Linked DNA regions of Sparus aurata: region 1 is linked to region 2. The links are chromatin contacts, called in public Hi-C maps. All regions are on one chromosome and are shown on one strand. The core of a region is the stretch at or near the end of the contact, and the rest is flanking DNA. Distances in the headings are between cores, read along the strand shown.

What was found. A called contact is a pair of places that touch in the nucleus more often than the background predicts.
Region 1: a Hi-C map of an unstated tissue shows a contact between it and region 2, with 13 times the contacts expected there. The contact joins the promoter of LOC115580887 here to the promoter of myzap in region 2. A contact is called at or near these places in 2 of 2 Hi-C or Micro-C datasets (skeletal muscle and an unstated tissue).

Annotation. Positions count from the first base shown.
Region 1 is chr4:26,429,373-26,433,586 of fSpaAur1.1, forward strand. LOC115580887 reads left to right here and starts at 2,138. Exons shown (of 12, transcript XM_030415611.1): 1 at 2,138-2,713; 2 at 3,884-3,979. The coding sequence starts at 2,363.
Region 2 is chr4:26,291,634-26,295,563 of fSpaAur1.1, forward strand. myzap (myocardial zonula adherens protein) reads right to left here and starts at 1,389. Exons shown (of 14, transcript XM_030415157.1): 1 at 875-1,389; 2 at 102-182. The coding sequence starts at 952.

The DNA.
Region 1 (4,214 bases), core at 888-3,387, 140 kb after region 2:
CAAAATCACTCACCATCGTTCAAGGATCACAGTTCAAAAACTACACATCATAGGAAAAAAGTTCAAATACAACAAAAATACTCAAGACCTGTGCCTACATTTTAAAGCTGGAATGGTGTTTCTAGCTGAATGTATGCCAGAGCAGGAGATGTTTGAAAAACATTGCAGATTTGCGAGTTTTTTGACCTCATCCCATTCATTCCTTATGGGAAGTGTCTCGCAGCTGTTCGCGTCTTACGACGCGAAAGATTAATATTCTAGAAAACTGAATTATTGCATACAGAGTCCGATCAAGCCGCACATTGAATGAGTGAAAAAATGATCGTTTAATGTAGTTTAAATGTTGGGAAATATACTGTGTGTGTGCGTCTGTGTGCATGTGAGAGCACGCTTAAGCAGCTCTGTGTGTGTGTGTCTACATGTCGCTCTGTCTGTCAGTCCGTCTGATGTGTGTCTCCTGTCTGTCTGTCTGTCTGTCTGATGTGTGTCTCCTGTCTGTCTGTCTGTCTGATGTGTGTCTCCTGTGTGTCTGTCTGTGTGTCTGTCTGATGTGCGTCTCCTGTGTGTCTGTCTGTCTGTCTGTCTGTCTGTCTGATGTGTGTCTCCTGTGTGTCTGTCTGTCTGTCTGTCTGTCTGTCTGATGTGTGTCTCCTGTCTGTCTTTCTGTCTGTCTGATGTGTGTCTCCTGTGTGTCTGTCTGTCTGTCTGTCTGTCTGTCTGATGTGTGTCTAGTGTCTGTCTGTCTGTCACTCTCTCTCTTGGCCCAGCTGTTTTTGGTTGCTAGGTGACCGTTGGCAAGGGCCGTAGCAGCGGCCTGTGAGGGAGCTGATTTGAGAGCAATTTCTGCCTCACATCTAGGACGTCAAACTAGTGCTATTTGGTCAAAATCTTACATGATATCAAGAATTTTTTTTCACGATCGAGCCAGAAAGGCCTTAAAGAACACACTCATTAAGTTTTGTGGTCCTAGCTTCAGAAATGTGGAAATGGCAGCGAGTTAAAAAAGCGTGCAGTTTTGGAAATCCTTCTCCCGATTTACATTGGAGTAAATGGAGCATTTCAGAGCTACTCTTGTCGGTTAGCGGTCGATAATTTAAAAACCGTAAATCCTACCGATAAAGTGGACACATTGGGAGAAAGAAGACAAGTGTGGCTACAACTCTGGAAAGTATCACTGTTTTTGAGCCTAATTTGTGGCCAGGATCGTCACGGAAAGAGAAAATCTCTGAGCGAATTTTTGAATCTCGCTCACTCTGTCAGTTGGTCCTCTCCACTGTGCTGCACGAACATTCCGCCATACACACTCATTGAAAACCCTGAATTTCTCCAAAATCACTCACCGCCATTCAAGGGTCACAGTTCAAAAACTACACATCGTAGGAAAAAAGTTCAAATACAACAAAAATACTCAGGACTTGTGCCTACATTTTAAAGCTGGAATGGTGTTTCCACGAGAACGTATGCCCGAGCAGGAGATGTTTGAAAAACATTGCAGATTTGCGAGTTTTTTGACCTCGTCCCATTCATTCCTTATGGGACATTTGTCGCAGTTTTTCGCGACGTACGTCGCGAAAAATTCATATTTTCCTGAGAAAAATAATAGCATACCGAGTCCGCCCGAGTCGCACGTTTTGATGTATTTTTTGTTGGTATTCGCTCAACGGTGCGGGGCGTGAAAAGTACCAAAAAAAGGACGGTAGAAGAAAAATAATAAAAAGAGGCGCGAGCAATAACAACAGCCCACTATGGACACCTATAGCTCTGCTATAGAGGTGTCCATAGTGGGCTGGCGAGCACAGCCCACTAATGAGTCCAATAAAATGGAAAATATGAAATAAGGGTTAAGATAATATGAGAAATATTTTTTATACACTCTTTTGCATTTGGAGCTTGAAGTCAAATAAGTAATTTGACAAGAAATTAGCACAATATCAAACCGGAAGTTGTCCAACTATTTCAGCCATGTTTTTAAACCGTTGTCAGTGGATAGAGGTCAGTTGCCATGGAGACGGTTGAGCTGTTATAACGTGACCAACATTTTGGCGTGTTCAAAATGGGAAACCCTGTGATTTGTTCTTTTTTTATTATTTCAGGTAAGTAGCTATCACAAGTAAAGTTATTTTCCTCCTCTCAACTTAACTTTTTCTCGTAAAAAAAAACAACCAAAAAACCCTGGTGACTACGTTTCCCAAAATGCAAAGCGCGACACTCCTGTGTGTTTACGCTCCGCTGTCACGTTCACCAATCTCAGCAGCGGCAGACTGCTGGTCACTGTGCTTCAATTCAGACATGGTGGCAGCCGTCAGTCAGTAAGACAACTCCTCGTTTCTTCTGCACCGGGGTCGGTGTTATCAGTGTAACGATGCCGGGGATGTGCTCTGTTCCGGGCTGTAAGGGCTACAGGAAGGCCAGGTCCCGGGGAGTCGTCTTCCACTCTCTGCCTACAAGAGACCCGGGCCGATGCAGAAAGTGGTTAAAGGCCATACAGAACCCCAAATTTGACGAAAACACGCCAGTCAGTAAATACGGCAACATAAGAGTCTGTAGCCAGCATTTTAAACCGGAAGATTACGAGCCGGACATACAGGCAGAACTTATGAAAACAACGCCCAGAAAGATCCTCAAGTCCCACGTTATCCCATCTGTGTTCTCTGGAAGACAACAAGAGGACGTGAACACCTCTCTGCCCGCTGACGACAGCAGCCGAACAGAGGTAAATCATTTACTTCACCTGGAGTTTTAAACATAACGTTGGCTAGAAACCCCTAATGTGTGGTTTAGAGCAGAGCTGCCGCTGAGGAGAGCTAGGACATCCATTGTGGTGGAAAGGTAAAGTGTAACCTGGTGCATGGTGACAGGAGAAAACGTCAACCCGTACGTCAACCCCAGGAAGTGCCTCACAGCATGTAGGGAAAGTGGTGGTGGGGGAGCTGGGGATTTAAGTTGAATGCACTAGACTTTATAGGCATGCAGGCACTTCTCAATAACTATCAATGATTTTCTGTGAAGAGCCGCATCTCTTCCTCTGACCCTGAAATGCCATAACGACATAAACTGTCAGTGTTGTCTGTCCTACTAACATCAGTGAAAGGGAGCGCAAACCAGCGTAATCAATTAGTAAAATGCATAAGCGAATGTAGTCTTGTGAATTAATTGCAAATTGAATAGCATGTAAAAGTTATTGAAGTTTGAACATGATAACTCTGTTTAAATGGATATTGCAACAGTCTTTCTGTTTGTTCCACTTACAAACATCTCTTGCTGAAACTTTCTTTATTCTACAATAATATAGTTGGTTGTTGAGTGTCAGTCACTGTCACTTTGGGCTGGTACTTGGCTGAACTACCACCCCAAAGCGTTGACTCAGCAATCAACCATCTTTCCAGAATCACTTTTTGCATCTATTTATTTGGAATGAGAGGTCTGTTTTTAAGAAAATACTGTAAATCAGGAGCTTGTTTACATCATTGTGACATTGTGAACTGACAAGGAACTGCCATGCCCTTTGAGGCTGTCCCTTGTTCATGCTCACATAGGACTGCAATCTTTCGCCCACTTACTATTTGGGACCCAGCTTGGTTAAACTCTGTGTATAAATTTAGATCACTAAAGGAGTAAGCGGGACCACAGCTGAGAGAAGGAGAGGAGTCGAGATACATAACTGAGGTTCTATTTGGTATAAGGTTTGCTCAGAGCGTGCAATACATGTGTGGAAAACTTGGGTTGGGAAAGGTTGGTGTTACTTTTATAACTGCTACAGTGAGCCGTCGATACAAGTTAGCACAAGCAGCAGGTGCCATATGTTACGTAATTGTTCTAATATGGAATTGGGTGGGAAATGACTGACTACCAAAACATTTTATTTATTTATTTTTTTAATTAGGCCAAGGCTCCCAGTACAGCTGCTCAAGCTTCTTCCTCAGTGGTTTCCTGTTCCAGCATTGATAGCGTTTTGGAAAGGGACTCTGTGTTAACCTCAGTAAGTATGATGTAATACAGCTGTGTTCCTAGTATTTGATGTTTAGTTCTTGATTTTAAACATTTTTTACACCAGTGCTGTAGGTATAACACATAACATCTGAAGCATTATTTCTGTGTAAATGAGTAATACATGCAGTCCAAGGTAATGTTTGTTGGTAAAACATTTTTATTTTTATTTATTTATTTATTTTTAAATAAATTTTTTCATTGTAAAATCCTATTCAGATTAGTTT
Region 2 (3,930 bases), core at 139-2,638:
AAAGCCTTTACCTATCTGAGCAGAGCTGTCGGGAGAGACGTATGGGCAGGATGTTGCTGGTTAATTGGAGGAATTTCAATGAGGGAGATAACACGACTTACCGTGTCTGAGTTTGCATTTTTGGGCTCCTTGTTTTCCGTATCCCCCGCGTGTAGGGTTAACCTGAGGCGCCTGATCCTCCTCTGCGAAGAACAAACAGACAAAAGGCAAATAAAAGACGTTCTATAGGCAAATGATTCTTTGAATTATGTCATCAGAGAGGGGCTGAAACTCAAACACCTATGAAACTGCGGTGGTTGGCGGCTCCCACAGACCTCAACTGTCCACCACCACCAGCAAAGGTTTATTTATAGACCAACAGAGCTGCAAAGTTTATGTAAATGCTGTGCTATGGTTACAGTAATATTGACACCACAGTGAGCGCTTTGTTTGGCTGTGTTACAAACAAACATTTTGCACAATTAAGATTATTTTCGAAAAAACACTCCTGCAGTTATGAAACCCATATCATGGTGACTTTACTGGATAATAAAGGGTTCTTTCTTCATGAGAAAACAATGGGAATATCTTTAAAGGCCAGTTTGTAGCACAAAGGCCTGTTATATCAGAGAGCTGTTCAAATAAACATGACAGCCCTGCCTGCTGCACACCCCCGTTCCCATTACGTGCTCTTGTAAGTGAACACATCCTATAACAAACATGAACTTTGCAGACACTAAAATGCTAGCCGGGGACATCTGTCTTGCTGACAAGAAACAGACGAGAAACAAGTGGCTGCAGAGTCAAAAAAGACGAAGAGGGAGGGGAGAAACACAGAACTGTTTGCAAAACACAGAAGAAGAGTTTAGTGTCTGACTTCTCTGGGGCTTCTTACCTCACTGAAAGACTCTGGAGAGTCCTCTGTTGTGGTGGTAGTGGTGGAAACATTTCGTCCTGAGCCGTAGCGAAGCATGTCTCCTCTTCTGTCCACTCCTTTGCGTTTCTTCCTCTCCCTCTCTGGACCTCCTCCCACCCTTCCTCTCACTCTCCTTCCTGAGTTCTGCTCAAACTCTCAGAGCGACCATCTGCCCCCGGCTCCAGCCAGGGAAGAGGAGGGGAAATTCCACTCTGTCACTCTGTCTGATGGTGGTGGGAGTCCACAGAGGTCCCCCTGAGGTTCCCTCTCAGTCCAGTGAAAGGATCAGATGCAAACCAGCTCCACACTCAGCAACACAAACACAGCTATGTCATTGTTTTAGTTCCGGCAAGACGGCTCCTTAATCCACCTGGCTGACAGGCTTGTCAGTCACGCAGCAACCTCCCTGCCTCACTCCCTTTCACACTGACTCTCTCTGAGTTCCCATCAGACCTGTCAGGCCACATTTCAGCTGCCTCCCTGTCCTGTGCCTCCCGCCTGAGAGCAGGACTTTCACATGCAGGGCGGCTCCTCTTACTTGGGCTGGGACAGGTGGAGCACTTCTTATCAACAGGAGTGGCTGATAGGTGGAGCTGGCCTCTGCTGTACTTTACACTGCAGTGAAAAGATGAGGAGTTTGACAATATCTTCCTGTTGTGGTTCCACATGCTTAAATGTGTTAGTCTTAATAGAGCTATAGTAACTGTAAAATATATTTCTAATGCATCATTTGGTCTATTTCATAGTTCTAATGAGCATAAATCTTTGTTTTTGTCTACAGCTATGCAGTGGTGGTATTGTACGTTATATATTTAATATCAATTGATATTTACGGTGTTTCCATTGTATCCTACTTTCTGCCTCTATTCCACTACATGTCACAGGAAAATATTGTACTTTGTACTTATAGACTGATCTATCCAACGTGTTCATAAAGTAGGGTAACACTTAGTAACACTCAATTAAACTTTAGTTAACAATTATTTCACTGTTAACAATGAACTGCTTTATAAACCATTTACTAAGCAATTGTAAAGGTTTATAAGCATCAGTTGAAACCTTATAATTAAAGCAACATTATGTAACTTATTACCTGAAGATAACACCTTCATAATCATTTTGATGGTGCAGTGTCTTGTATCAGGATGAATGCTCTTTCTGTCGCTATCTCTGTCAAAGTGAGAGATTAGTATCACAGCGTTACAGAGATGTTTACTTCAAGATACAACTTATCAACACAACAACATTGTTATGATGTAATACATTTTCTTCGTAGACACTTTGAACAATATAGTACTGCATCCATATCAATACATCAATAATAATGAATCTGTTAGGTATTTATATTAAACTGATATTGTAGGGATCCGTCTGCATAGTACATGTGTAATAATACACCATGATTTTCATGATTGCACATATAAAATGTCATACCAATAAAGTCTATTGAATTGAATTGAAAATGTAGTACTTTCCCCTCCAATAGTTGGTGTACATTTGCTCTCTGTATTATTGCTGATACTTCTAATACTTTAGTCAAATTTTGAACATAGTATTTTTCCTTATGTGGTACTTTTACTTACATTACGAAAAGTGTAAAATTTGTATATATATTTGAATAAAGTCAGTTCATACTGAAGGTGCAGGAGGTGTCTTGCAGCTCACGAGCTGCTTTACTCAGTAAATTATTAATACTGTTGATAGTGGATAGTGATGAAGAGGAAGACAACACGCAAACATTATTTTTTAATGTTATTGTCACCTCCTGCTTCACAACCATCATGTGGTTCAAAACACTGGGCTCATGCTCGCCCGTTTACACTTCTTCATCGTGCTCAATATCTTGAAGGAACAGACAGACAGCCAGATCACATTCCTCATCTGAATGGCCTGCAGTCACTCCCTTTTAATAGAAACTAGAGACGTAGAATAGAGAATCAAGTTTAAAGGTCTGAAGCTGCCGAGCAAGCCGTACATTACTTTTGAACAAAGGGCTGCTGTTAGTTAATGTCAAAATACGTCAGTATATGTGAAAAGAAAGATTCTCAGAACAACGTAAGAGGTATGTCTACAGGCTGGAGGTGTTAATTAGTAACCAGACATCAAACAGCTAGTGTTTCTTTACTTCTGCAATCAGTGAGTCGGTCACACAGCCGGGCCTCTGTCCAAGCCCAGCGTCACGTGGAAATCCATGTGGAAATCCTCTCCCATAAACATAACATCCACTTCCTGTCGTGATTGTACCCTCACTGCTCTATGATCAGATATGGATGCAAAGCTAAATTAATTACAGAGAGCCAGTCAGACAGACAGACAGTAGATGAATGACAGAACCATGTATCACATCTACTATATTCCTTAGTAAAGCTTCTGTATGTTGACTCACAGGCAGCAACATGTAGAAAGCAGATCATGTGTCGGAGTACATTTACACAAGTAGAGTGCTTCAGTTCACATTGGAGGCACTTGAACTTTAATTGAATATTTCGATTTTCTGCAACGTTATTCTGTTACTGTAATTCAGAGGGAAATATATCATAAATATGGCAGCCACAGGTTTCACTCTCAGAGGGTGAAATCTGGCATGTTGGTCAGGTGTGTCTGTGTGCGAAGGTGTGTGTTAGTGCTTGTGTCAATTGGATAAATAGGGGTGTGGCAGTGGGAGGAGTCTGTCTCATAAATGCCCACAAGTTTCAGTTGGATTCATCAACTTGCACAAGAGTTTGTGTAAAGGTAGGTCATGAGCCAAAGGACAGCTCGTTAATTTTTGACATCGATTGGCTGAAAGAGGACAGTGGGAGTGGCCCGGGAGAGAAAGGCGCAATAATTAATTAAGCGCTGACATGTCCCCTCTCGTGGCTCATGAGCAGTTTGTTCACACCACTGGCTTTAGCGGAGTTTCTATTTGTTTCTCCTCCTGTTGGTCAATTTGTTTATAGGCTCATACCTAGGTATTTATTCATTGTTCCAAAAAACTGTCTCCACCCTTAAACAACCACAACTTTTATTAATGAGGATGAAATTTGCAATGGAGG